4 separate regions of the Mus musculus genome follow, and all the other regions are linked to region 4. Evidence: chromatin contacts called from public HiChIP or PLAC-seq and promoter capture Hi-C data. All regions are on one chromosome and are shown on one strand. The core of a region is the stretch at or near the end of the contact, and the rest is flanking DNA. Distances in the headings are between cores, read along the strand shown. Region 1 holds the start of Cd109 (CD109 antigen). Region 2 has its middle 48 kb from the start of Eef1a1. Region 3 overlaps Cd109 (CD109 antigen). Region 4 holds the start of Cox7a2 (cytochrome c oxidase subunit 7A2).

Region 1 (7,073 bases), core at 4,376-6,875, 1.1 Mb before region 4:
TGTGTCAGCATTTCCCTCCTTTTGAAAGCTACATGCTATCCCATTGTATTTAGCATATTTTATTTACCCATGAATTGATGCTTGGGCTGCTCCCACCTTTTGGCGGTTATAAGCAATACTGTTAAGAACGTGAGTGTGCAAACAGGCGAGTGAGTCTGTTCTCTCAGTTCCTCTGGGCATACATTCAGTAGAATCATAGGTATGCTGATGCTCTGAACAGCTTCCCACAGCAGCTCTTCCATTGAATGTTTCTGCTAGTGATATATAGTGATCAATCTATCTATCCACCTATCTACCTTCTATCTATCTATCTATCTCTCTCTCTCTCTCTCTCTCTCTCTCTCTATCTATCTATCATCTATCTATCTACCTATCTATCTATCTGTCTCTGTATCTATCTATCTATCATCTATCCCATATCAGCCTGTATTTCTCTGTATCTTCCAATATGGCCTTGACCATCCTGGAACTCACTCTGTAGACCAGGCTGATCTCTAACTCACAGAGATCCTCCTGCCTCTGCCTCCTCAGTGCAGGGATTAAAGGCATGCACCACCACTGCTCAGCTATTTTAAATCTTCTAATAGCCAATTAGCCTAGAGTTATTTTTCATTAAGCATTTATGGTAAAAGACCTTTAAAATTAATGGTCTATCTGAGACCATTGAAACATCACTTAGCACCCCATTGGTAGACACAAATTTAACTGTTCACAAATGAGAGGACCTCTTCTCCGTTTATATAGAGCTAAATAAGGTTTGCACATTGCTACTAGATTCCACCCACACGCGCCTGTCCTAGGGCCTTACCATGTAGCAACCGCTGGTCTTGAACTCCCTCTGTAGACCAGGCTGGCCACAAACTCACAAAGATGTCTGCCTCTGCCCTTCTGAGATCAAAGCTGTGCGCCGTAGATGCCAGACAAAGCAGTTATTTTCAAAAGTCTGTTTAAAGCCATGGTTTCTGTGGGGTGTGTGCTGCCTGCCTGCAGTCCCAGCACTTTAGGGAGAAGAATGAACAGGCTGGAGGCCGATTGGGCTGTACCAAGATGTCTTTCATCACCACCTTATTATCATCCTCCTCCTTCCACCCACACGGTCCCTTGTTTACTTTCTTTTCCTTTTTCTTTTTCCTATACTCACTCCAGGTTATTTCTCGTTATGATTTGAACATCTGCTTGACAGGTGTCTAAGGAGGTCGGAAGAGGGCATGGGATCCCTTGGAACTGGAATGAAGACAGTCATGAGCTGCCTTGTGGGTGCTGGAAATCAATTTCAGGTCCTCTGCAAGAGCAGTTGGTACTCTTAACCACCGAGCTTATTCCTGATTTGATGGGATTCTTTGAGTTATGGGTGTTGGTCTGTGTCACTGCGCCTGTCTTTTGTTAGGTGCATGGAGGTGGGAAGAGTGGCATTGGCTTAGCATCCACGGCCAGAAAGAAGAGAGATAAACGCTGGTGCTCACGTGGCTAGAGAAGTTACTTTTCTTTTTCTTTCTCCCCACCTTTTTTTTTTTTTTTAAAAAAGATTTGTTTATTTATTATATGTAAGTACACTGTAGCTGTCTTCAGATATCTCAAAAAAGGGCATCAGATCTCATTACAGATGGTTGTGAGCCACCATGTGGTTGCTGGGATTTGAACTCAGGACCTTCAGGAGGGCAGTCAGTGCTCTTAACCGCTGAGACATCTCTCCAGCTTGAGATGTTACATTTCTTATTTCTGTGATAAGTATTTATCAAAAGCCAGTTCGGAGCAGGGAAGGGCTTGTGTTATATCCCATCGTTTAAAAAGGGATAAAGGCCACTTCACTGGGGAGTGTATGAAGGCAGGGGGAATGAGGTGGCTGGTTCTGTCACTCATCCTCACCTGGATTTCCCCTTTATCTAGCAGACCCCATCCCATAGGATGACGTTGCCCATACCCATGATGAGTTTTCCCTCTGGGAATACCTTCACATATGCATCTAGAGGTGTGTTACCATGGTGATTCTGACAGAGATTAATCTGATGAAGTGGCTTCCTTCTTTGTCCTCTTTCCTTCACCCTAGGACCCCAGTCTATGGGATGGAGCCATGCTCACCCAGGTGTCTTCCCGTTTTAGGTAAACCTCTTCAGAACATTGCACAGACATGCCCAGAAGTGTGTCTCGTAGGTGACTTCAGATTCAGTCACGTTGTCCTGCAGGTTAACCAGAGCAGCCATGCTTTTCCAGTTTCTGAACTAGATTCATTTGGTGCATCACTTCTAACATTTACGTTTTTGTGACCTTGTTTTCCTTGCCGAGTGTTCCTTGTCTGTGGCTGACTTTGTCCCTAGTGCTGAATTTCTTACCTGTTTTACGTTTTCCTCTGTGTTGCTGCTTACTTTATCCCATGACTCGATTCACTTGCTTGCTTATATCCTCTCTGAAGTCATTTTTTGAAAAGTTTTACAAAATTCTATTCATGGTGGGTGTCTGCACACACACAGACACACAGACACACACACACACACAGACACACACACACACACACACACACACACACACACACACGACTCATGGCATGTGTGTAGAGGTCAGAGGTCACTTGAGGGAGTCAGTTTTCTTCTTCTACCAAGTCCGGTGAATTGAATTCAGGCTAGTGGGCTACGAGTGCCATTAGGTGCTGAACCACCTCCACGCCACCGCGAATGAATTACTTCTCTGTTGCTGTGATAAAACACCACAGCCAAGGCAACTTTGAAAGAGTTTATTTTGGCTTATGGTTCCAGATAGACAAGAGGCCATGGCAGGGGGGCATGGTGGCTAGTGACAGGCATGGTTGCAGGAGCAGGAAGCTGAGAAATCACAGCTTCAACCACAAAGTGAAGCAGGGGGTGAACTGGAAGGGGGTGAGGCTGTGCCCTAGAGGTGTCCTTCCTCCTGCAGGGCTGCACCACCTCCCCAGATACCACCGATGAGCTGAGACTATGGGGGGCATTCTTCATTCAAACCATTACACCCCAATCTATTTTTATACTAGTCAACTTTGGAAATCTTCAGTTATCTTATTTAGTATCACTGAGGCCAGTTGGGGGAGTCATGCTGCTGTGTTCTTTTATGTTCCTTGCATTTCTGCACTACAATTTGAGCATCTGTTGGTTTGGAGCTCTATTCTGGATTTATAACTATATTCTGATTGAACAGCATATTTTTGACAGCTCCATCTCCAGTATAACTCAGAAAGGAGAAAACAAATCAAACTGTTTAACATATAAACATACAGGACTATACTCAAAATTGGTTGTCTTTGTTAGGGTTTCATTGCTGTGAACAGACACCACGACCAAAGCAACTCTTATAAGGACAACATTTAATTGGGGCTGGCTTACCAGTTCAGAGGTCCAGTACATTATCATCAAGGTGGGAGCATGGCAGCATCCAGACAAGAATGGTACAGAAGGAGCTGAGAGTTCCATATCTTCATCTGAAGGCTGCCAGTGGAAGACTGGCTCCCAGGCAGCTAGAATGAGGGTCTTAAAGCCCACACCCATAGTGACACACTTCTACCAACAAGACCACACCTCCAAATAGTGCCACTCCCTGGGCCAAGCACATTCAAACCACTACATTGATTAAAAACCAAATATATCACCCATGCTTATGAAATAAAACATTGCAAAATTAGCACAGAATTTGCCACAAAGTTGAAAGCTCTTTAGGGAAATTGAGGAAATTGTTAATGAATGACATATAGGAAGGATGCAGGGAAAGGGGAAAAATAAATAGAGGAGAGGCAAGAGAAAAGGAGGGATGTAGAAGAAGATTATGATAGGGGAGAGAAAAGAACAAAGAAAAGAAAAAGAAAAACAGTTTCCCAGGAGTTTGGAAGAAGAGCTGAATAAATATAAGGGAAATTAAAAAAAAAATAGAAGTGAGAGGGATTTTTTTTTTTTTTTTTTGAGACAGGGTTTCTTTTTTTTTTTTTTTTTTTTTTCTGAGTCTATTCGTCCTTGTAATAGGGACATCCTGTGAGGCTGAGTCTGTTACCAAAAGTGTATCGTGATGAGGAAGACATAAACCTGGAGGTTATAGCAACCTAAAGACTGCACGGTTGAAATGATCCTATTGGTTCTAATCTTCTCTATTAATCTTGGAACACAATGCTATCATATTTTGTTATCATATCATATTTATCCCCGACTGCATTTCTTGTCCTTTACTATGAAATCCTGTCTTGGGAAGTAACCCAGTTACTCCAACTTTTTGTTTTTGTTTTTTTGTTTTTCTCATCAGTGTCCCTAATTGCCCCTACCTGGAGACTCTATGGACTACTTGCTGTCCATGGATGGAAAGAAGAGTTGCAGTTTCCACCCGGGACCGGCTGAATCAACATCCACATCTTGATGTGACTCTCACACACAGTAGAGTGTGACAAACACAGATTTAGAACTTGGCTCATTGCCCACACTCGAACCTGCTCCTCCTCCCTGTATCAGGGAGCTGAGGAGATCAGTCTAGCAGCTGTGCCAAGAGCCAGCTGCACCCCGTGGCACATTCAGACACTTCTCACCATACCCTAGTCCCACTTGCACAGGATGATGACCACTAACAATAGGCTGCCCTTAGAACAGGACACAAGGGATATCTTCAGACGTTCAGCAGGGTGACCAAGGCCGGGACAGGAAGGGAGGAAAGCAATTTCTGTGCTCCCAAACCCACACTTGGTCCAGGTGCCACCTCCCTCCATTTAGCAGACAGTTAAAACATTCAACGTTTCTCTAGTTGCGTTTCGTTCCAAACCAGACCGTCATTATCTAAAATACCTTTTGGAAATGAGAAAGTTTAAGTCCTCAGGGACTGAATGTGCCTATTTTCCAAGTCTTTGGCAGTTCCCGGCTTTTATGGGGTAGTCATGGTGAAACCGAGTCATCTGAAGACAGGGGTGGTGCCAAGTAGGGTGTGGGGGAGGCAGCTTCAGAAAACCTGGGTTCAGAAAAGCAGTGATCAGTAATTGCTGGGCACCAACGAACGCTGGTCACCTTCATTCCCAGCGCCACACTTCTCTCGGGACCCTATGTTCTGACAAATTGTTACAAACTCAGGATTCTAATGAGTACTTTCGGCAGAAAAATGTGCTTAGCGATGATTACAAGGACCCAACCATTTTCCCAAGCAGTTGCTTCTGAGTTCCAAGTGGCATCACGTAACTTTTTACTTGTGCCAGACCCCCCCCCCCCCCATGTTCCCCTTTCCTTCTCTCCCTCCTCTTCCTCTCCCGCCTTTCTTTAAATAAAAACTAGGTGCTGGGGTCACATTCAGGGGTAGGCACCCTTTTTTAAATTAGAGAAACCGTAACATTTTCTTAGGGAGTTAAGTAAACATCAACTTTTATCTTAAAAAAAAAAGTCCCCCCCCCCGCTTTTTCATACATATACAGAAACTACCAATATATACCTACCGATGTGTGAATGTGCATGTGTGTGTGTGTGTGTGTGTGTGTGTGTAGGCACGCGAACGCTTGCCATTTTCCTAAACTTCTGACTCATCGTCTGGAGGACAATGATTGACTTTTCCTCAGTTCACATAGCTGCCCTGGATGCCGCTCACAAGGATGGGCCTGCTTATTCACTCCGGGCATCCCTGGTAGAGCGCTAGAGTAAACAAACCCCAGGTTCCCGGTGGCGGGGGAAATGGGCTCCCTATGTTCTCCCTGGGGAGCAGGAAAGTTGGGGCCAGGTTGTGGCCACCGCGTGCAGAGACCGCTTTTCTCAGCAACGGGACAGCGCGACGTTAGCCTGGGAGAAGCCAGAAGCGCCATTGTGATGCAGCGGGATGGGTGGAGCCATCAAGTCTCAATTTAGATCCCTCTGCTTTTAGGCGCGCCCATTTCAGATTGCTAAACCCTGGTGTGAAGCGGGACAGGCCAGGGCAGGAGGTGGCCAACCACACCCCGCAGGGCGCGCACTTGGCGGGCTGCAGACCCCACGGGCAGACGCCGAGATGCGCAGTCGGAGGCTCCTGAGCGCGGCCCACCTTCTCTGCTTGTGCGCGGTCGCGCTGGCCGCCCCAGGGTAGGAGCGCGGGCTGGAGGGCGCCCGCGCAGGGGATGCGCGCGGCATGTGGGACCCGCCAGGGGGGCTTTCTTTAGGGTCCTTGTGCTGCGACAACTTGTCAAAGAACGTCGTTCTAGCTGTAGTTCACGCTGCTCTGCCTTTTGCCTCGCAACTTGTTGCTCCTCAATAATGTACCTCTTTTTCAGAGACTTTTTTTTTTCTAAACTGGATGTTTCTACCGTGACACTGTCAGTGTGACTGAGGTGACCGGAGTAGGATGAGAATGCTATATCAAAGACTGTAGGAAGATTAACAAAAATTAGACTGTATAAATTGCTCCATTTCTTAAGTGGTTTTTTTTTTCCCCCAGCAAAGAAATCGTTATTTTTACGTGTGTGTGTTCATTTGTAGCTCAGGCTGGGCAGTCTTCAGTTTTGAGTGGCAGGAGTCTAGGCGTGCAATTACCACACCCGGCCTCCTTGGGGGACTTTCATGTTTCCTAACTCGGAGATTTCATTGCTGGGTATTTATTTTCAGGTGGTCAGGTGGTGATTTCAATTAATGGGACTAGTTAGATGACCCCCCCCCCCGTTATATAGATTTGAGCAGGCTGAATCATAAATCTAGGGGTGTGTGTGTGCACACATGCGCTCGTGCGCGTGCTTCCTAAGAAAATAATGTGGAGATGAAGTCACCTTAACGAGGCTTGGAGACTTGCATTTTGCAGTGGCTTATTTTTCCCTTCTGGCTCCTGTGCCTTTGAACTGTTTGAGGAATTATGGTTTCCGTAGCATTTCATGGCCTTACGAAACAGCAGAGGCACCACGTTCACTGTAAATAGTGTAGTGGAGCAGTGCAGAGATCCCCCACCCCCTTTCAGAAATCGAAGTGGGGTGTGTGTAAATAAGATACTTTGCTTTTCTTTTGTTGGCAACTCTTTAGGTCCCGCTTTCTGGTGACAGCCCCAGGGATCATCAGACCCGGAGCAAATGTGACTATTGGGGTGGATCTCCTGGAAAATAGCCCCCCACAGGTCCTTGTAAAGGCTCAGGTGTTCAA
Region 2 (7,310 bases), core at 468-2,967, 1.2 Mb before region 4:
AACTTCTTTCTGAAGTCCCTGTTCTTGGCAGAAAAGCCAGTTCTGTACTGAGATCCATGCTGGCCTTCAGCTATAGTGGGAATGGGGCCAAAGGTTTCAGAGGTGGAGTTCTTGATTTTGTTCCATTTTGAGACGTGGTTTCTATTTGTAGTCCAGGCTAGCCACAAATTTGCAGTCTTCTAACTTCACCTGTTTACACTTGGGTATTGTAGACATATGTAACCATGCCAGGCTCCTATTCTGTGTATGGGGCCCTGCAGTTTTGGTCTCAAACTCACTATGTAGTTGAGGATGACTTTCAACACCTGATCTTAGAGTTGGGATTAAAGGCAATATTGTTTCGAGACAGGGTCTATGTAGCCTGGGCTGTAATTTGCTATGTACACAAGGCTGGCCTGGAATCCACAGAAATGGCCCTTTGTGCCTTCCTAGTGTTGGGGTTTAAAATGTGGGTCAACCTTAGACCGGAGAAAAAAACTATTTCGACGACTGTCTGATTAAAGCAAGCTGTGTTTAGACTGTGCACTTTCCCTAAGTTCGGGTCTCAGAACATCCCCTCACTGGCTTTTGAGGTCTCTTATATGTGGAAGGGTTAGGGTTGATAGAGAAGAGCTGTTGAGATAATTGGCTGTTAGCCCCTGGACATAGAAGTTGGGGTGGGGACATGGTGGTGGAGGAGAGGGGCTACTCAGGACCTAAGGCAGTCTGTGGGGTGTGGAAGGGCACTCATCAAGGTATCTGGAAAAACATTTCCGTAAGGCAAAAGGGCAATCATAGCTTACAGATTCAGGGGTTTAGCAAGGCAAAGGGATTTACAAAGGGTATATACATCATGGGGTTACAAGTTAAGCACAGGTTGAAAAACATGGTTTGTAGAATACATTATTAGGCTTAGGAAACAAATTTATTCTTGTAAGGTATGGAGACTTAATAACAACGTGGCTCTTTAACAACATTGTGGCTCCAGGTTTGGTTTCAAAGTCACCACACTTGGCCAGAATTGCGGTTAGGAGCTAACATTGCCTTTTAGAACAAAAACTGAGAAGCAAGGGTCAGGAAAGTCTTTTTGCCTCGTGACCCTGCTGCCTCCAGCGGCCAGAGGCGGGAGCGCGGGCGGGTGACGCCAGGGGCTCCCCAGCCCGCAGTGACTTTCCATCGAGCCCTTTTAAATGCCTTTCTTTTGCACGTGGTTTCTGTGAGTCATCTCCTTTCTCCAGACAAAGAAATCTAGGTTTTGCTAATCGGGTTTCCTGAGTCCGCTAAGGCATGAGTCAAACTCGTGCTTCCCGAGTGCTGTAAGCTCTTCTTGCTCCTCCCCCAGGGGAAACGCCCGCTGCCGTGGGGCAAATCCGAGTTTCTGGGGGGCCGGGGGGGGGGTGTCAAAAAATTCACGCGGAAGGTGAGTGCGGCATGGAACCTGTCGTAAGTCCCAAGCGTCAGAAGAGAAGAGCGTTTGTGTGTTTTAAAAATAGTTCTCTTAAAAATCTTTGGACAGGCTCGGTGGCTCCAAGGGTAAAGGAGCTTCTATCAAGCCTGAAGACCTGGGTTCAGTCCCTTGGGAAGGCGGAAACCGAAAACCGGTTTCAATAAGCTGTCTTCTGACCTTCACACACGGACTTAAATTATTAAAATAAGTAAATAAATAACGAATGCGTGAATGAATGACTGTCTGGGCGTGGTGTGGCATGCTTGCAATCCCAGCACTTGCCGCCAGGTGGAGGCAGGGGGATCCAGGCCAGCCCTCATTACAGAGTCAGTTTGAGGCCAGTTTGGATTTCCTGAAACTGTTTCAAAATAGAAAAATGTGGTTATTAGAAAAAAAAAAACATTAAAAAAGAAGGGCTTTATACTGGGGTAAGAGAGTGTAGGAAGAGGCAGAGCTGAGGGACAAACTCCAGGCAAAGTAAATCAGCCATTTGGCAAGGCCCGTGGCTGCCGTGAATATCAACAAGTGCCACTTTGTCCCACAGTGCCACTTTACAGCCTAGCCAAACCGGCGATGCCCGAGGGTGCAGGCACTTAAAGCCCAGCGCCAGAGAGGCCTGCTTTGGCTTTCTTAGCCTTTAGTCAGTTCCAGATTGACCCTGACGGTCCTCCCCCCGCCCCCCCCCCCCATGATTGATTTTTCTTTTTAATTTCCAAACATTCTAGTTAAATAAAGGAGTTCTGGTGGCACAGGCCTGAGGTCTTGGCTTTTGTGAGGTGGAAGCAGCAAGGTCAGGGACTGAAGGGCAGCCTTGGATGTAGGAGACCCAGTCTCAACAAGATAAAATGAAAATTTAGAAGAGAAAACCTAATCCCTCCTTCACTATTCACAAATGCTTTTAACGTTTTGTTTGGTCTGTCTTAATAGTTTTTGTTTTGGGAATACAGAATGTCTACACATGAGTGTACTTATCAGCATTATTAAAAAAAATCATTTCTAAATTACGTAGTGTGTGTGTGTGATGAGAGTCCCTCCTCTCGTGGTGCCTGGGATGGAACTCAGGCTTTTCAGCAAGCATCTTTTTTTTTTTTTTTTTTTGTTTTTCGAGACAGGTTTTTTCTGTGTAGCCCTGGCTGTCCCTGGAACTCACTTTGTAGACCAGGCTGTCCTCGAACTCAGAAATCCGCCTGCCTCTGCGTCCCGAGTGCTGGGATTAAAGGCGTGCACCACCACGCCCGGCTTCAGCAAGCATCTTTATCTACTGAATTGTCTCTTAGCAACTCACACCAGCTTTATTAACAACGTCCTCGAACTAGAGAACCCTAAGTCCCCCCAGGGATAAGTGGATAAAGCAAAATGGCAGGACAGGGTAAGAAAAGCCACTGAATTCTGCACTGTGTGCGGTGCTGGGCTCGTGCCGCCAGACAGTGCCTTCCACGTGCCTGATAAACATTCTGCCCTGAGCCACAACCCCGATTTTAGCTATACACTTTCAAAAGGTGAGTTGGGTGGGATGTGAGTTAAATCTCAGTAGTCATTATAAAAAATAACACTAATAACATTAATTTTGTTTTTTGAGACTTTTTCTTTTTTGGTTTTTCGAGACAGGGTTTCTCTGTATAGCCCTGGCTGTCCTGGAACTCACTTTGTAGACCAGGCTGGCCTCAAACTCAGAAATCCGCCTGCCTCTGCCTCCCGAGTGCTGGGATTAAAGGCGTGTGCCACCACTGCCCGGCACATTTTTTTTTTAATTACCAAAATAATTCATATGCCTTGTAAAATATGAACTCAGAGGGAATAAAATCAGAAAGCTTTTCTCCCTGCCCAGCTTTAATACACTGACAATCCGGTGACACACCTCCTACTCTTTCCTAAACAGTCTACTGAGAACCAAAGGTTCCGATACAGGGGCCTATGGGGACCATTCCCACTGAAACCACCACAGAGCACAACCACTTACATCCCAGTCTCATTATTTTTTATTTTTTTCTTCTGATGTAGGGTCTCATCAGGGTATCCCTGGCTAGCCTGGAATCTTGCTATGTGAACCAGGCTGACTTGAAAGTTATAGCAATCTTCTTTCCTGTTCCTTCCTGAGTGGGTCTCCTGCAGTGCTGGGATTAAAGGCCTCCCTCATCTGTCCCCTCCTCCACTGCTCTCACCACTGCACCCTCAGCCTTTTTATTTCCTTTTCCTTTTTAAAAAGATTTATTTAAGTACACTGTAGCTGTCTTAAGACACGTTTTCTTCTCTCTTCGGCCCCTCTCTCTCCGCTCGAAGATTTATTTGTTATTATACATAAGTACACTGTAGCTGTCTTCAGACACCCCTACAGAGGGTGTCATCTCATTACAGATGGCTGTGAGCCACCATGTGGTTGCTGGGATTTGAACTCAGGACTTTCGGAAGAGCAGTCCATGCTCTTAACCACCGAGCCATCTCCCCAGCCCCAGTCTTTTTATTTCAGTCCCCTCCTCCTTCATCTCACTCCCCTTCTGCCCCTCTAAATAAAGTGTTTATGACTTACTCTCACTTGTGTGAGTGCCCTTGGAAAGTTGTCACTTTTTTTTGGGGGGGGGGATTATGGGCCGGGGCTGCCTCTGGCAACCTTGCATGGGTTCCAGGTATTAAGCACAGACCTGTGTGCTGTCACAAGCGCTTACCCTTCATGCCATCTCCTCAGCCCGAACCACCCACGTTTCATTTGTTTGAGACTGGATCTGTACCTGTAGCCCATACTCAGGAGAACTGCCTGCTCTGCCTCCCAAGCACTGGTGTTTACAGAGTGCCCACCACTGCCAACCCCCACCCCAACTGTGCTCTTGATTTGCATTCCCAAGCAACCAATGATGTTCCATTAGCTTGCTTTTTTATAATTATTAATTTTTTTTTGTTTTTGTTTTTTGAGACAGGGTTTCTCTGTAGCCCTGGCTGTCCTGGAACTCACTCAGTAGACCAGACTTGGCCTTGAACTCAGAGATCCAATTCAAGTTGTCACATTTGTACAGCTTTAGAAATACTCAGGGAGATTTGTACGTACCTGTACCTGTGGTCCTGTACCTGTGATTGAGGTGGGTAGGAGGCTCAGGAGCTCATAGTCAGCCTCTGTTACATAGTGAGTTGGAGGCAAACCTGGGCTACAGAAGACCCTGTCTCAAGAACAAAACAAAATAAAACAAACCAAAACCCAAAAGACAACATAAAGCAAAACAAAAACCCACCATCACCACCCCCACCAGAGAGCTAGCGGGATGACTTAGAAACTAAAGGTGCTCGTTGCTGCTGCTGCTGCCAACTCTCAGACTTGAGAACTGGATGGCTGAAGAATGCCCACCACTGTATAACCCACTCTTGCCCCTATAAATACATATGATTAAAAAAACAAAAACAAAAAACAAACAAGAGAATGTTCAGCCACTAAAGGCTAACATCAGAAAACAAGAGAAAAAAACTTAACAGCCCTCAAACAACTTTCCCAGCACTTGGAAGGCAGAGCTGGAGGACTGCTGAGTTCAAGGGCATCCTGGTCTAGACAGCAACGTTAAGGCCAACCAGAGGTATTTGGGGAGATATTATTATAAACAAGCAAACAAAACACTGTTGTTGGATGCGGTAGCTCATGCTGGTAACTCACAGGAGTATGAGACAGTACACTGCAAGCCAATGAAAGTATGGGTCTAGCCAGGGCTGTCAAGTGAGCTCTAGGTTAGCCTGGGCTACAGAATGACCTGTCCCAAAACATTTTTTTTTTTTGAAAGTGATAGTGTATTATAAAACTTTTTACTCAATATTTTTGAGGTTTTTGCATGTTCTTAATTTACATTATTTCGTAGTAAACATGGCAGTCAACTTATTTTGCCATGATGATGAACCCCTGTGGGTTGCCTTTATCTCTGTCACATTAAAATGAACCTACACAAGAATCACTCAGGGCATATCGTCAAGTTTGGGGTACATATCTGTGAACAAAGACATGTTCTCTTTTAATTGAGATACAAGCCACTATAATGTGGGCACCAGGGAGGCAGAGGAAGGAGGGAGGAGGGTTAAGACTTCAAGGTCATCTACAAAGTGAGTTCCAGAGCAGCCTGAGACTGCTACTAGAGACTCCATCTCAAAACCAAACCAAACCATACCACAAACTAACAAACGGGAGCTTTCTCCAGCTTTCTGGGAGATCTGCCAGCCTGTATCTTTTCCTTTCCTCTTCCTTTCATGATCAGGAACGCTCATCTCCTCACACTCTTTGCCAACACTTACACAACTCCAAACATTCCTTTTTTCCTTTTTTCTGTAGTGCTGGAAGTTGAACCCTGGGTCCCACACACGTGAGGCAGGTTAACCACTGCTGGGCCTGTGATTCCAAACGTTTGATCTTTGCTGGCCTGAGGGGTCTAAGAAGCTGTCATGATGATTTTAGTGTAGTTTTTTTCCTTTGCCCTTTCTCTGCTTCCGTTTTCTCTGGCTTCTAAGGACAATGACCGTTTCTTCATATGCTTGACATCCGGTCTCCTTCCTATTAAGTGAATTGCCAATCCACCACTCCTCCATTTCCCCCTTTCTGTTTGGGCTTTTGAGACAAGATATCTCATGTATCTCAGGCTAGCCTGGAACTTGCTGCGTAGCCAGAACGGCTCAAAACCCTTAGCCCTGTTGTCTCGGCTCCTGATTGTTAGGAATGTGAGTGTCGCTGACACACGAAACTTATTACCCTTTCTTGCGTGTCTGCAAGAGATCTTTGAGTAGTTTAGGCAGGGCCCTCTCGAAATGAAAAGAAGTTGCAAGCTCTCTTCTAGTCTGTTACCCATTAACTCAGTGGTATCTTTGGGTGACCAGGAGTGTTAATAACATGCTGAACTTTGCTTCCCCTTAGCTTCCTGATCCTTGTGATCTGTGTTGAAAGAAGTCACATGTAATTTGCACAGTGTAGAAAGCAGGCAGTGCTTATTATAAGCTATGAGACACTAGAGAAATAACTCTGGTATGTGTCAAAAGGACCACAGCACAGGGCATACCTGAACGGGATGTGAGGGACCGGTGGCCAGAGACACCAGCATGCTTAGGTGGGTTTTTATACTGCTGATCAAATTCTCTAGAACAGACAACTTCCCTAAGGGGTAATTCCCCAAGGACCCCCCCCTCGCCCCTCCATTTCTCTGGACTCACTATGTAGCCCCTAATAACCCAGAACTCCATATTAGACATTTTTTTAAAAATTTATTTTATGTATATGAGTACACTGTAGCTGCCTTCATACACACCAGAAGAGGGCATCAGATCTTATTACAGATGCTTGTGAGCCACTATGTGGTCGCTGGGAATTAAACTCAGGACCTCTGGGAGAGCAGTCAGTGCTCTTAACCACTGAGCCATCTCTCCAGCCCCACAAACACATTCTTGAGCATTAAAAAGATCCGACTATCCTGTTTAGATTGCTATCCACCTCAACAAAACTAAAACGTGTGTTTCAGATTGCTGAGTGCAAGTACAAAAATGCTTTAGAGAAGGTTGTTCACGGTGAACCGAGAGCAGATCCGACCAACACACATGCATGATGCCCACAATGTTGAAAACTGCTAGGACGTTTCAGCTATTGGGCCTAAAAAGGCAACCCCGTGTCTGTATGTGGGTATTGGTTAACTTCTACCTGCCAGCCTCTAGAGCCAGAGGGTAGTCTCTGCGAGCCCGAGGCCGGATGTTTAGATGCTGTTGCGCAGCATCTGTTGCGCAAGGTCTGCTGCGCTTGGGCTGGCGGTGCAGTGGAACCTGTTTCCTCTTCTCCAGCCTCTACATAACTCAGGGCAAACCGACACCTGGAAAATCACCAGTGTTCTTCCTCAAGGTGGGAAAGTCTCGGCTTGGAAAGATTCCCAGTGTTTTCCCT
Region 3 (7,089 bases), core at 3,421-5,920, 1.1 Mb before region 4:
ACTTCTATTTTTTTTTTTTTGAGCATGATTAAGCAATTCAGGCTCTTGATATTTAATATCTTGAATGAGGAAGTATACATATCCCACTTTAAAAATGTAGATTGATATTGGTGATATATGTCACAAGCTTTACTGATGGTATGTTTCCTCATAAACAACTGGGGAATGTTGCTATAGAGACAAGCTGACATCCTGGTAGACACCTCTCTAAGCTTTCTGGTACTCTGATGACCTTCAAGTGCTTCTTGTGTGTCTGTATATTACAGGTAACAACAGCCTCCCCACAAAACACTGTGTATGTTTGGAACAATGATCAGCACTTTCCTTTTATGGATGAAACTAGTGAGCTGTAGAAACAGGTCCAAGGACAGGCAGGGCAGGAGAAGAGCAAATTCATGACAGAACCCTGTGTGTGGTGTGAGTTCAGAGCCTGTTGTTAATTCTTACTCTGTACTGGGCCATCTTGTATTTCCCTGCTCTCACATGGTAGACTCAATATGTCTTCATCTGAGAGAGACACTGTGGCTCCTTCAATAGATAGTTCTTCAATAAAGGGTCTACTTTCACATGTGATGGGAATGTTGGATAAGGTCTTTGGCAATTTTAACTCGAAACTCTTTTTCCTTGAAGTAAATGGGTTTGATGAAAAATTGGCATGCGTTGAACCATCGGTCCTATTTTTAGAAAGTGCACATGAGAAATAGTCTGGACCAGCCTGACCCTTGTGAATCACTGCTGAGGCCTGGCTCACCCTGGCATGACTAATGCCTCCCTTTATCATGAGTGTCTGAGAGCATGAAGAGTGAACCACATGGGGGACAGATCTCAGGGCAGAGCACAAGCCAGATACCATGTAGCCCTGGGTGCAATCTCCTGTACTACAACCCCCAAGAGAAATGGAACAATAACAACATCCCCTCCCTGAGCTCCAATCCCCAGATTCTCTGGTCCTCTTTGAAGCCTCCCTCAAACCCTGGAACCTTAACAGCGGCAAGAGCAGCTCTGGTGAGAATAGAACTGGGGACCGGTAGAACTTGCTGGAATTTCATCCCTGGTTGATCACCTTTCAATTTTGAGCTTCTCCATAAGGATGGTCTACAAGTTCTTGGTTATTTGGGGGAATGAATAAAGCTATTTTGGTTTGGCCAAGGAAGTTGATGGTTCTATCCATAGCGAAAGAAATTCTTGTTAAATCTTGACAAATACCTTTCCTTTCTTGTTGTCCTTTTAGGCCATTTCAAGACTCTCGTTCTTCCGGCAGTAAGTATTCATTTAAATTATTTGGCTTCAATAAAGAAATAAATGCCAAAAATTGGCTTCAGAAATACATTGCAAGCTGGGTGTAGTGCTGTACATCTTTAATCTTAACACTTGGGGTGAAGGGAGGGCAGAGGAAGACAGATCTCTGAGTTCCAAGCCAGCCAGGGCTACATAGAGAAACCCTGTTTCCAAAAACCAAAAAAACTAACCAAAAAACCAAACCAACTCTCCCCGCCCCCCGAAAATCTCAAAACAACAACAACGAAAGAAATATATTATAACGATGACATACCTTTTTACTGGCTCTTAATTACATCACTTGTAAGTTTTACTTGAGTTTACTGTACTTTTTAAGAGCAACCTTAACTTTAGAGAGATTGGCTATTATGTTCTTGAAACTCCTTGCAGGGAGTTTTCTTCAATTAACTGGACCATTAGATCACTTTATTGTGTTTGGCCCTATTCCTGCATTAATACTTTTCTTTCTTTTCTTTGTTTCTTTTTAAAGACGAGGTCTCACTATGTAGCCAAGTATCTCCGGCTGGCCATGAATGTATAGAGATTTCCCCGCTTCTGTCTCTTTAGTGCTGGATTAAAGCCATGCACTGCCAACCACACCCGGTGACTTTTAAATTAACGTTTTAAAACGACACATACTAGTTTTCACGTTAAACGTTAACATGTGTTTCATTTTTTTTGTTTTAAATGTATTTCATGTTTTTTTTCATACCTGCATGTACTCTATTTTGATCGTTAGCCTTTCATTACCCTCTCTTGTCCCCTCCTATCCCTGCTGACCCCTTTCCTGTTCTCAACTCGTTTTCCCTTTATTTCCAGGCCTTATTTTGGTATCCCAGTGCAGACTCTAGTTTTTGAAGCGAGATAGATCAGAGACTTTCTGGACATATTTAAAATCACCACATCATGTTTCTTCTAGAGTGATATAGCACGTGCTAGGTTTAGACCTGGGCTGGCAGCCTGGAGTGCTGTCCCTAACTCTCTAAACCTAGTTTCTTTGTGAAATGGTTTTAGCAGAAGAATCCAGTCAAGGGTGGGTGTGGAATTGGGCTGAGGGATTATCTTGAGGTCAAATGACAGAGAACATGTGAACTGCTCAATGTGGTTTGTGGTCTGTTCGTACCACATGGTCGTATTCTGTTGTTATTAATAGTATTAAAAATGGCGGCATGGCCACCAATCGCATGCTGAACAGGGTATAGGAAAAGAAAGCATCACAGATGAGTGTTTGAGAGAATATAGCAAGGAAACAAACACTGGTGTTTCACAGGCTGATTGCCTCAAACAGTGAAAGCGTGGGAAAGCTCACGGGATAAGGGTTGGGGGCGGGGTGGGGGAGGGGGTGGGATGAGATTTCCAAGCTTAACAGCTGTGAGAACAAACCTGCAGTAGAAAAGGAAATGGTGGTGGTGGTGGTGCAACATTTGAAATGTAAATAAATGAAATAATTAAAAAAAGAAAAGGAAAAATTAAAAAAAAAAGTGACGTAACTCCTGCTGAGAGAGACAGGTATGGAGCGAGCGTCCCTCATTCCAGAATCTCTCTGATCTAATTGAAGAGCAGAGTACAGGATTTTAAAGGCAATAAAGCAAAGTATTCAGCTTTGATACCTACAAAGGATACGTTTTTCCCAACACTACAGTTCTTTTTGATAATACTATGGGTTTAATTGTTTTATTCTAACTTGTAATTGAAACTTTTTTTTTAAAAGGTGAAATGGTGAGACTTTGATATGTCTGATCTTTCCCCATCCAGCTACCTCTGAGCAGTGCAGATAAGATTTATGAGCTACACATAAACGGACAATCAGAGAATGAGATCGTATTCTCCAACAGGACACGTTTAACATTTGAGAGCAAGAGTATATCTGTCCTCATTCAGACAGACAAGGCATTCTACAAGCCGAAGCAGGAAGTGAAGTTTCGGGTGCTCACACTCTGCTCAGATCTCAAGCCTTATAGGACATCCGTGGACATTTTCATTAAGGTGAGTGGCAGGCTGACGTGAAGGGGGGACTTCAAGCCATCCCTCTAAGGCTGCCTTGAGGGTTCTGCTCATAGTCGTGACACAGTGACACAGAGTTTCACCTCTCAACACGGCGATCCTTTGGAGGGAGGTGATGGAACCTCAGAGTTCAGGCAATGGAGTCTGCCAGTTCATGTCTAATCCTGGCTGCATCACTATGACCTATCCACTCACGAGTTTGCTTACTGGACTTTTGTTATCCAGACACTGAGAACAGATTAAGTCCCTGTTCATGTTGAATTTAGTTTTCAATGGGTGGCAAAAAGACAGATGATTAATGTACAGACAGACAGACATACACGTGAGGGGGTAGATATTGCACGTGCGTGATAATGTGTGATCAGGAGAACCAGAGAACCAGAGATGGGACAGAGAGCATGAGTTTATGGTTAGCACTTTCCAGAGAGTTGCCAGAGAAGAGCGGTGTGAGCAGAGACCTGAATGAAATACAAGGGTGGACAGATAAGAACAGAGAGGTCACTACATATGAGTGCCCGAAGGGCACTGAGCATAGGGAGTGAAGAGATACTTGTTAAGAGGTGATGTTAGATACAGCTGCTGGGTTGAAGCATTGAGCTCATATTAGATCTTGTTAGGGATTAGGGATGTTAGATGGCCTGGACTTTACAAAGTATATATGACTATATATGAGAATGTATACTTGCCACATTTGACTTCTGGGAAGGATGCAGAGAGACCTTCCTCTGTTAGGTCTGATATAAAGGGGTCCATCTGGCCTGGCCAACGTGTAGTGCTCCTGCCTGGGGAAGGTTGTTCACACTGAAGTTCAATGCTTAGGAACAGCGAGCAGGGGTGGTCATAAATCCCCCTTGATGCTGAGCTGTAAGGTCAGGACATGCACTCACATCTAGCCACACTCCTTACCGCAGAGGCCAGGTAGGAGGCTGTGGATGTCTGCTTTGTTGTTCTCCAGCCGAAAATAGTGATTTGGGACAGGACATCTAATTTAGCCTGCATGCCGACTTGCCGATAATGGCTGAGATGCCGATACTCGAAGATATCATCCTTAGGGTCAGATATTTATCATGGCGGCATTATTGAGGGGTGTTCTGTGTGTCTGTGAGGAGCATTGTCTATTATATGCCCATCTTTTCTTCTGTCTTAGTAACTCACCTCAGGAAGGACAGTGACTTTAGAGGTCTTCCAGCAGTGGAGAAAGCAAGCCCTATCTTGCCCTGCATTCTCTCCTATAGCCAGTTTAGCATTACAGTGTAGAAGTAAGTGGCTTTGACATTGCGGTGGCAGCTGCCACAGCTGGCTTCTGCTTCAAAAATTTGCTCTGGTTACAGGCAAATAACCTTGTGTGGATATGGCTATTTCTGACTTGGAGGGTATATTCTGTTTGAGTACAGGTGACTGTGTGTGGATACAGCTATTTATGGCTTACAGGGTATGCCCTGTGACTGCACACTGGTGCTCTGGCCCTCTAGCTCCAAGAACAACGTTGTAATGTGGAAGTGTCAGTTTATCCTTCTTTTGCTTAAAGGGCCATGACACCATCTAGGAGAAAACTCAGCACCATAACATATCAGCAGCATTTTTGTGTTCCTTCTCTCGTAGGCAACACCTAGAATTACTGTATTAGTGTTTCTTAAAGCTTTGCTTACTGGACAGAAGAACCCCAGCCTTTAATTGATTTTACTTCCTTAGCCACAAGACAGCATGTGTTTATAGCTATTTGTATTTCTTCCTGAGCCCTTTCGCTGCACAACTCTCCCTTGCATCACACTGTGGCAGGTACAACAGAGCCAACTGCTGGTCACAGTGCACAAACCAGGAATTTGCCCAGGAGACACTCATCTGCTTACTCTTGACCTGCCTTACATCACTGATTTGAAGTCTCTGGCTGCCACTACTCAGTTCTCAGAACCATATTTACCTACAGCTGTCTCCTTTTCTAATACTCCTTCTCCAGGATAATTTTTTTTTTCTGGCCTCTAATAACTGGGTGGGCTCAGTATGTTTAGTCAAAGGGTAGAGAATAAGAGAAAGTGTGTGATCCTTGGTCTCAAGAGTTCATAGTGTAGCTGGAAACAGATTTTTGTAAAATAAAATGTGTAAAGAAAGATTTTCACTGCATTTTACAGTGAATCGTACTCAAGAAGAGTAAACCCCAGACATGCCAGAGGCCATTCACAAAGAGCTCCCTGTGCAGCAGGGAGCTGAGCTTATTTTACTAGTGGATGAGAGAGGGAGGGACAGTCCCTGTAGCAGAGGCCCAGCGGTGTAGAGTTCTGTGGTGAACTGCAAAGAATGTTTATGCTGGGAAGAAGAACCTAGAAGTAGAGATCCTGCAAGTGTGTGGCCCTCAGTCTGTGGATACCAGGAAGCCATTGTCACCTAGGGGCCTGCTGTGATTATAACTGACTCTCTTTACTGTTAGCCTGGGTCAAGCTTTTCAACCCCATGTGCGTTCTCAGATCAACTGTTCGGGATGACAGGGTGAGCATCAAGCAAGAGTGGAAGGAGGGATCAGTGGCTTTGTTAGAGTCGGGTCTGGTGGATTTGTGAGGGGGGAGGGACCAGTGTCATCGTTAGAGTCAGGTCTGGTGGATTTGTGAGGGGGGAGGGACCAGTGTCATCGTTAGAGTCAGGTCTGGTGGATTTGTGAGGTTGGAGAGGAGGCAAAGTAGACAAAGGGCTGGACAGCATTGCCAGGAATGGGACAGTGAGAAATGAATACTTTGCATGGATACTGTAGGAAGCCACTTTGTCTGTGAGGTTGTGGGGAGATGAGAACATTCCTCATGGACCCCTAACTAAATAGTTCTCTGATATACTTTGGCTGAGCAGAGAGTTGACATGAGTTTGAAGTTTGAGTCCCATCATGTGTTGTTGCTATAATAGGGAGCCACGCCAGTCAATGACAGCTGAGTGTTTACTAACGCCTCCAACAGGCAGCTTTCTCAACAGTAGGGAAAGGACAATTCTACCTCTTCTTTCTGTCCCTGCATAGTACCATTTCTGTTTTCATATCACACATGCACATACACACACATACACACATATACACATACACACATGCACACATATACACATGCACACATACACATGCACACATACACACATGCACGCACACATCCACATGCACACATACACACATGCACACATACACACATACACATGCACACATACACATGCACACATACACACATACACATGCACACATATACACATGCACACATACACACATACACATGCACACATATACACATGCACACATACACACATACACATGCACACATATACACATGCACACATACACACATACACATGCACACATATACACATGCACACACATGTACACATACACATACACACATGCACACATACATACATGTGCACATATGCACACACATGTACACACATACACACACATGCACACACACATACACATACACACACACACTCCCTTTATATTAAAATGTAGATTCCATATATGAGAGAAAATATAGCATTTGTCTTTCTGAGTCTGACTTATTTACTGAAGGAGAATTATAATGTTTAGAGGTAAGCTGGAGTACCTAGCCCAGTGGGCCTTTAATGAATGAGGATTTTATCTCAACAGTGAGAATTCATTTCTCTCTCTCTCTCTTCCTCCTTTCCTTCCTTCCTTCCTTCCTTCCTTCCTTCCTTCCTTCCTTCCTTCCTTCCTTCCTCCTTTTTAATACACACAAAGTTGTGCTTTTATGATTTTCATACATGTACATCACTGTATTTTATTAATAGTCACCCTCTATCACCTGGTTTTCTTTCCAATAGAGG
Region 4 (7,000 bases), core at 4,349-6,848:
TTTGAAGCCCGAGATCCCAGTTCCTTGGGAGGTTGAGGCAAAACAATCCTGCATTCCAGGGTAGCCTGGGCAACACAATCCAACTGTCTCAGCAAACATCCTGTGTAACTGTTACTAGATTAAGGCAGAGACAGCAAACCTATGGGGTATCAAGATGAAGGTTACTATTAAAGACTCCAAGTAATCCTGTCATAACACTTAAATCATTTATGCAAACTAACTAGTCCTCCCACCTCCAGTTAAATGAGACCATTCTTGTCAAACTATGATCACTGGCTTCTTTCACCACCAGACACTGGCTTGGCCCAGGGTCTAAGGTGTTGGGGATGTTTCTCAGCTTTTAGAGACCTCTAACGTTTACTTCTTTCTAATGAAAGCAAGATACATACTACAGTCTAATGATCCTTTCACTTTCAGAATCTAAGACTAAAGTATCTGTAACTGGTAACTAGTTGAGAAAAACTAACAAATCTTCGTGTTTTTATAGCAAAGGCTAGTGTGGTTATTTCAGATGGCTCAAGTTTTCTAAATATATTTTTTACTTTTATCTAGAAACTGAAGCTTATAAAACAATTCCTCATAAATTTCCCTTAATTTTAACATAGGTAGTCTCCAGTCTTCTCAGAGATTGCCAGGATATACCTTGCAAAAGGAAAAAATATTTGATTTCCTAAAGTCCCCCATAACTTTTATAAATTAAGGATTTTAAGCTTTATGTTAAGGATTAGAGTAAAATCATTAAAAACCCATTCTGAATGTAGAAAAAGCACTCAGGTGGTTTTGCAGCCTAATAAACCCTAATTCTGAGACAGAACTCAGGCAATACTTCAGCACAGAAAATGGAGTGAGCCAGCAGGACCCACCTCCACTTGAGCAGTGCCCAGCACTTCAACCAGGCCCCTAAGGCAGGGGACAGACAGCAAAGCAACATCCTCTCAATGGTCAAGCTCAGGCGGTGTTGAAGACACCTAAAGAAGACAGCTAAATATCCCTAGCTGCTAAAAGTGAATACACATTACCATGACAATGGTGCTTTAGATAAACTTGTGGACAAACAACTTTTAAATTTTTTTCTTATCTAAGATTTGCCAACTGCTGACACAAAATGGTATTACCAGGAATTTATTCTCAAGTGAAAAGGGAGACACAAAATGGTTAAGGATTGCTTTATTGGCAGCAGTTAATACACATCAATAAATATTGATCCCCAAAGAAGAGCTCAGTTACTCATCAGATTCCTGGTCCATCGAGCGTTGATGAAACTGAACCACGTGAAGACTGGGATGACGACATTAGTTCTGCTTCTTGGGAAATGCAGCCATAGCTAACAGATAGATGGCATAGGCTGTGCCTGAGAAACACACCAAGAAAAGGCTTACTAAGATTTCTGGTTTCAGAACATACACTTATTTATTTCAATTAAAGCCTAGCTCAAATGTGAAAGGCAAAACTGCTGTGAAGCTCAATGGCTGGGAATCCCGCAAAGGTAGAGTGTTTGCATCTAATGCCTAAGTTCTGGGAATATGGCAATGGTAGTCTGTTTGCATCTAATGCCTAAGTTCAGTTCGTGGGTTTGATTTCTAGTGGGAGCACACATACACATCGGTGATCAAACATAAAAGTGTCTTGATAAATGCTAAAAAATATTTAAATTAGTCTACTTTCATCATTTCTATTTTAAAAGTGTAGATATCCTTCAATATAAGGATAACAACAAAGCCCTCAATATAATAAAGAGTACAATCTTTTTTAACCCCCTATTAGAGTGTGAATATTTGGGGTATGTGTGTGGAAGGGTGTTGAGAAGCACTAGTGACATATAGAAAACTAGCTCTGTTAACCACAAACCTGCCTTGCCAGACCTACTTGAAGGTCAAGCAGTGTGTTTTAGCTGCCCTCCTGACTGCTCATCTGAGCTACATAGAGATGGTGTGCAGACAGACTGCAATAAACACACCACATCAAAAGCAAGAAAACTGTCACAGCTACTCTTGACTTGTAAACCCTCAAAAGATGTCTTACCACCAAGCGTCAGAGCCATTGTGGCTCTGTAGAGGAGGGCATCAGATGCCCCGCCTTTCAGATGAACTGGCATCCCATTATCCTCCTGGTTAAAAAAAAACAAAAAACAAAAACCAGACATTGATACATGTATCACCTGCTTCCAGTTAAAAGTCAGGATATTAATTATTCATATAAAGCCAACAGCTACAGATACTCACAGAATTTAAAAGGCTTACAACTTTTATCCTTTCTCTACCACTACTTTAAATTTACAAACTTGTAAAAGACAGCATCGTTTTCAAGCTAATTTGAGACCTAATGAGGTGTTTTTGAGGACAAACCAGAGCAATAAAATATATTCCTTGAATTCAACAATGTAAATATAAGATACTGGCCAGTCAATCTCCAGGAAGATTTTTTTCCCCTTACCAAATGGGGCCGGGGGCTCTGACTTATAACACTAGTCTATCATCTTTTTTGTTTGTTTTGTTTTTCGAGACAGGGTTTCTCTGCGTAGCCCTGGCTGTCCTGGAACTCACTTTGTAGACCAGGCTGGCCTCAAACTCAGAAATTCGCCTGCTTCTGCCTCCTGAGTACTAGAATTAAAGGTGTGAGCCACCACGCCAGGCTACTAGTCTATCATCTTATATCCACTTAAGAATCTTGTTTTTATGTAGCATATATAATACTTTACTACTTGAAATTTTGCATAGGGAAAAATTATACAGCACAATAAAACTGTTCCAATCTGCAGGGCCTCTCTTCAAGACATACCACCCAAAACAGTTATGGCATACATCTCTACTGTTAATGCTTATTATTTACCAATTCTTTTACCTTATATGTACTAATATACAAAACGGCACTGTGCTATGTAATGATGTTAGACATTTATACTCTGTTTTAATTCTCTCTTCAATGAGTACATAATATTCTATCGGGAAAAAAAGAATGTCTGAACTACATTACTCAACCCTCCAATAATTTATAGGTTGGGTTAAAATCCTTTTTCAAGTTCCTTATGCTCATGCACAGAGTCTACACAAGTATCTGAGAGAAGGCTTCTTAACTAATAGACTTGTTTACAGTATTTCCAGTACCAGCTAAACTTCTGTCTCTAATGCATACACTGCTCAGCTTGTAAAAAGCCTGTGACTGATGCTATCTTTCTCCCATACCTGGCAAACATTCTATTTTAAATATTTCTACTTATATGGCAAGGAGTGAGGTTACCACTCATTTCTGTTTGCTCTGAAAAGACTGCTCCAATAACTGCCAGAGAAGCTACAGTTTTGGTTTTTTTGTTTGTTTGTTTTTTTGATTCTAAGAACATTTAAAGTCAGGGCAGAATAGCCTTAAATCTACAAAACCGAAAAGATAATGACAGGGTCACAACCATCTCTTGGTGACACTGACACGGTCAAGCTGGTATATAAAAAATTTGTGTCCAGAAAGGGGCTTCATAGCTTTGAAGGCAAGAGCACATGGCAGAACTTCTGTTCCACCAGTGCATGGGGCCAGCAGTGGTCCTCCATCTCGATAGCCAGAGAAATCATATTCTGTCCCCATGAAATGGCATTCTCCAAACCTCTGCAGCTTCCAATCCACTAGCTAGGATGCAGGAGTTAGGGCAGGAGCAGAATACAAGGCTAACTAAGTGTCAGTCAGAACTGCAATGCCTGCCACATTCCACAGAAATCTTCATCTCGCGCCCTGACAGCTATAGTGAGATCATACATTTCTTACAAATCTGCAATTCTTTGAGTACCAGTGACACAACCATACCTAAGCTGCACATCTGTTTCTTCTCCTTCAGCAATAAAGCGTGTATTTTTAGATCTTGGTTGTTCTCCTGGGGGGGGGGGGTGTCTTTTGATGTTTCCTTAGAAGCCTTCCCCACTTAAAATTATTTACTGTACTCTTCCCTGCAGGTATGCTACACCCTGTAACAATTCCTGCTTATTTTTTGTTTCTGGACTCTTTTTTATGGTTTATGCAATTATTCCCCCAAAGATTACCAATTCATCAAATCACACACACAATTCACTGGCTTCTGCATTTTTCCCACCTCCCTGAGCACCTCTTAGACACAGCAAATAATCCTCCTTACGATAAAAAAAAAAAAAAAAAAAAAAAAAAAACCTTGAGAGCCTCTAAGAAGCAGATCCTCTGGACTTACTCTACCGTGCCAGCTCTGTTACAATTAACAATCACATAGAACACTTCAGTACCTGAAACAGCTTTTGTTTCTCTGGAACCTTGTTTTCAAAATGCCTTCGTGAAGTGGTGCTGATGGTCCTCTGGGCAATCTGACGAAGGGCCTGAAACAGAAAATTCACATGCATCGAACAAGACCTAAGAGTCCAAAGAAACCTGTAAAGGCAACTTCCAACCCTTCACACTGAAAGGAAGCTGAGATTTAAAGCATTATCGAACTTGTCAGTACTATCCAAGACTAGCATCCAGATTTTCTACATGTTGTCTATTCTCTGCTCTGTGCTTCATGTTACATATCATAGTCTTCAGAAACCATGACCTATATATAACCTGTGCCTGAAATTAATCAGTAGTATTTTATAGAACAAAACATGCTGATATACAGAAAAATAAATGATATAGACATCTTATAAGTTCTAACATTTTCATTTAATATTTGCCTATGTCAAAAATCTATTCCTGGCAGGGTAGTGGAGGCTCAAGACTTTAATCGCAGCACTAGGGAGGCAGAGGCCATGCTAGTCTACAGATTTAGTTCCAGGATAGCCAAGGCACTGAAAAATTACTTTGCAGTGGAGGGCACATGCTAGAACACTCCTGGACATCTAAGAAAAATGTAATTGGTGTTAAGTCTTAATTGTGTTAAACGATTACAAAATAAAATCAAAACACACCTTTTTAAATTTTGGAGAAATATTCACCAAGTGTTAAAGGTAATTCTGAATCGTCATTACACTTCAATCATGAAACCCATTAAATCCCAACTAAAACTGTACAATTTAGTTCTTTGGCTTACTTCTTTGAATCAGGTAAAATTTTATCTTTTCACTATGATACAAAACAAAATGACAACAAAAAGCCACCTTCCACCTAGGTTTTCCAGGTGTCCAAGATCCCCCCACTGGAGCCTACGTCAGAGCTACAGTCATAGCCATAAGCAACGGTAAGCTGTAGTGACCAAGAACCAAATGCGATCCTGCTCTTCCCTCTACGACTACCCAGAAACAGCCAGGGGCGAGTGGACGGAAGGTCAGGGAAAAGGACGCGCGGCCAAGGTGACTCCGGCTGCTGTCTTCTGCCACATTTCCAGCACGCCTTTCTGTCAGGATGCCTGACCCTCCGCCCCGACACTCCAGTACCAGCCAAACCCCCAAAGCTACCTACCAGCAGATTCCGCAACATCTTGGCTCGGTTGTTACCCACCAACCGCGACTACTGAACGCCAAAAATCGAAAGCCACCAGACCGGAAACGGAACTCCCTCCTAGCGCTGCGCGCGCGTCGAGCAAGAGGGCTCGTTCCGGGAAGAGGAGGGGCTCGCGCTCCCGACCATAGAGAGCGGAAGGCGAGCCAGAGCGACTTCTCGCAGCGGCCCGTCTAGCCTCCGGACCTCCGAAGCTATCCTTACCACTTGGCTCCGCCCTGCCGCGCCTGCCGCCGGACCCAGAATCACAATGGAAAGCAAACGCCACCCGCAATGGAGAGGCGTGAAGTCTTGCAGCCCTCTTCATACGCTCTGGTGAAGTCAGTGGACAACCAGACTACCCGGAAAGTAGCTTGTCTTGTGAGAAGGCTTTGAGCCATTGTTTACAGTCTGAAGGAACAATGGATGTCAAAGCTACGTCGTACAAGCTTAAATATTCAAAAGCTCCTCTTAATACGGATAGAGTCCAGTTTTAGGGTTTGTCTTCCACAGATGAAAGTGGGAGGCGTTAGTCTTTGTGCTGAGATCATATAGGAACGACCGATGTTGGCATCCACAGGTATGCCAACCTGTGGATCTTCTGCTAAACTCCTTGTGCTGGAAGCTCTTCCTGTGTCCCCAGACTGGAACTGGCTGACTTCGTTATTGAGTCTGGGAAAACGCTGAAAAGAGGGGAATACATTTTTAAATCCACGTTCAACACAAATATCGACTGTGTCGTGCTTTCTCAGATCCGCAGCACATTTCACTCCTGGATGGAGCTGTCAGAAGTGCGCGTATTTTACAGATAGGCTGTTAGCATTTTGCATCAGTCTTGCATAACTATTCCTCCTTACAACTGCCTTTATTCTTCTGCACACTAATGTACAAGTAAAAATAATCTACTCAACAATACAAATGTCTTTCCACCCTTTTGCAAACTCAGAAACGACTTCATTGCCATTTCAGGTAAAAGCTAATGATAAACGGGTTCCACAGTGTTGCGTGAATAAAAACTGGTAATGCTTAATTCCTTCAAATCTTGGGGTACTTTTTTCTTCATAACCTACTGTACCCCCAACACAGTCTAAATTTTCTTCCTTACCAAGTTTATAAACACCCATTATAACTGACTTTTTTTCTACCACCTCTTAATTATTCAATGTACCATCGAGCATAATTACCAACAGCTGGGGATGGGGAGTTTTGTTTTTTTTTTTTTTTTGTTTTGTTTTTTACATTTATTGTCTGTAATTGGAATTCGTTAAAGTTTGTGCTGCTGTCGCTGTTTCACCACAGGATATAAGTTTTCCCAGAACCGACTGTATACTTACCATTCCCCTAACACTAATAAAAATGGGCCTACTAGGGGGGCTGGTGAGATGGCTCAACGGGTAAGAGCGCTGACTGCTCTTCTGAAGGTCCTAAGTTCAAATCCCAGCAACCACATGGTGGCTCACAACCACCCATAATGAGATCTGATTACCTCTTCTGGTGTGTCTGAAGTCAGCTACTTACATATAATAATAAGTAAATCTTAGAAAAAAATAGGCCTACTAACCAACACTAAGTGCATACTGTTTGACATTCCTAGGAA

The links. Promoter capture Hi-C pulls out the DNA fragments that hold promoters and counts their contacts. HiChIP or PLAC-seq counts read pairs in DNA pulled down with a chosen protein or histone mark.
Region 1: a contact with region 4 is called in a promoter capture Hi-C map of embryonic stem cells, with 5 times the contacts expected there. The contact joins the promoter of Cd109 here to the promoter of Cox7a2 in region 4. A contact is called at or near these places in 18 of 39 promoter capture datasets (the 3T3-L1 cell line, 3T3-L1-derived adipocytes, cranial neural crest and 10 more), 2 of 484 Hi-C or Micro-C datasets (bone marrow-derived macrophages and embryonic stem cells), 13 of 115 datasets of contacts at active chromatin or transcription factors (acute myeloid leukemia, bone marrow-derived macrophages, cardiomyocytes and 5 more) and 2 of 9 other capture datasets (macrophages and pancreatic islet).
Region 2: an H3K27ac HiChIP or PLAC-seq map of embryonic stem cells shows a contact between it and region 4, with 6 times the contacts expected there. The contact joins the enhancer-like site here to the promoter of Cox7a2 in region 4. A contact is called at or near these places in 3 of 39 promoter capture datasets (the 3T3-L1 cell line, cranial neural crest and pre-B cells), 1 of 484 Hi-C or Micro-C datasets (CD8 T cells) and 7 of 115 datasets of contacts at active chromatin or transcription factors (astrocytes, cardiomyocytes, embryonic stem cells and 3 more).
Region 3: a contact with region 4 is called in an H3K27ac HiChIP or PLAC-seq map of embryonic stem cells, with 15 times the contacts expected there. The contact joins the enhancer-like site here to the promoter of Cox7a2 in region 4. A contact is called at or near these places in 12 of 39 promoter capture datasets (the 3T3-L1 cell line, 3T3-L1-derived adipocytes, cranial neural crest and 7 more), 2 of 484 Hi-C or Micro-C datasets (bone marrow-derived macrophages and nephron progenitors), 13 of 115 datasets of contacts at active chromatin or transcription factors (bone marrow-derived macrophages, embryonic fibroblasts, embryonic forebrain and 6 more) and 1 of 9 other capture datasets (macrophages).

What each region holds. Positions count from the first base shown.
Region 1 is chr9:78,609,921-78,616,993 of GRCm38.p6, forward strand. It overlaps Cd109 (CD109 antigen), which reads left to right and starts at 5,626. Exons shown (of 33, transcript NM_153098.3): 1 at 5,626-6,032; 2 at 6,957-7,073. The coding sequence starts at 5,962.
Region 2 is chr9:78,526,329-78,533,638 of GRCm38.p6, forward strand. No RefSeq gene overlaps it. Among named protein-coding and RNA genes, the nearest start is that of Eef1a1, 48 kb to the left of the region's middle. Within about 2 kb of position 1,718, at least 400 of the 459 cell types and tissues checked have an H3K27ac peak or open chromatin away from gene starts, as enhancers often do. A contact at or near this core is called in CD8 T cells, astrocytes, cardiomyocytes and 4 more, where this site is marked.
Region 3 is chr9:78,633,416-78,640,504 of GRCm38.p6, forward strand. It overlaps Cd109 (CD109 antigen), which reads left to right. Exons shown (of 33, transcript NM_153098.3): 3 at 1,232-1,260; 4 at 3,034-3,264. Among named protein-coding and RNA genes, the nearest start is that of Cd109, 21 kb to the left of the region's middle. Within about 2 kb of position 4,671, at least 6 of the 459 cell types and tissues checked have an H3K27ac peak or open chromatin away from gene starts, as enhancers often do.
Region 4 is chr9:79,754,255-79,761,254 of GRCm38.p6, forward strand. Cox7a2 (cytochrome c oxidase subunit 7A2) reads right to left here and starts at 5,599. Exons shown (of 4, transcript NM_009945.3): 1 at 5,386-5,599; 2 at 4,236-4,325; 3 at 2,023-2,107; 4 at 987-1,351. The coding sequence starts at 5,403. The coding sequence ends at 1,293. It also overlaps the pseudogene Gm51685.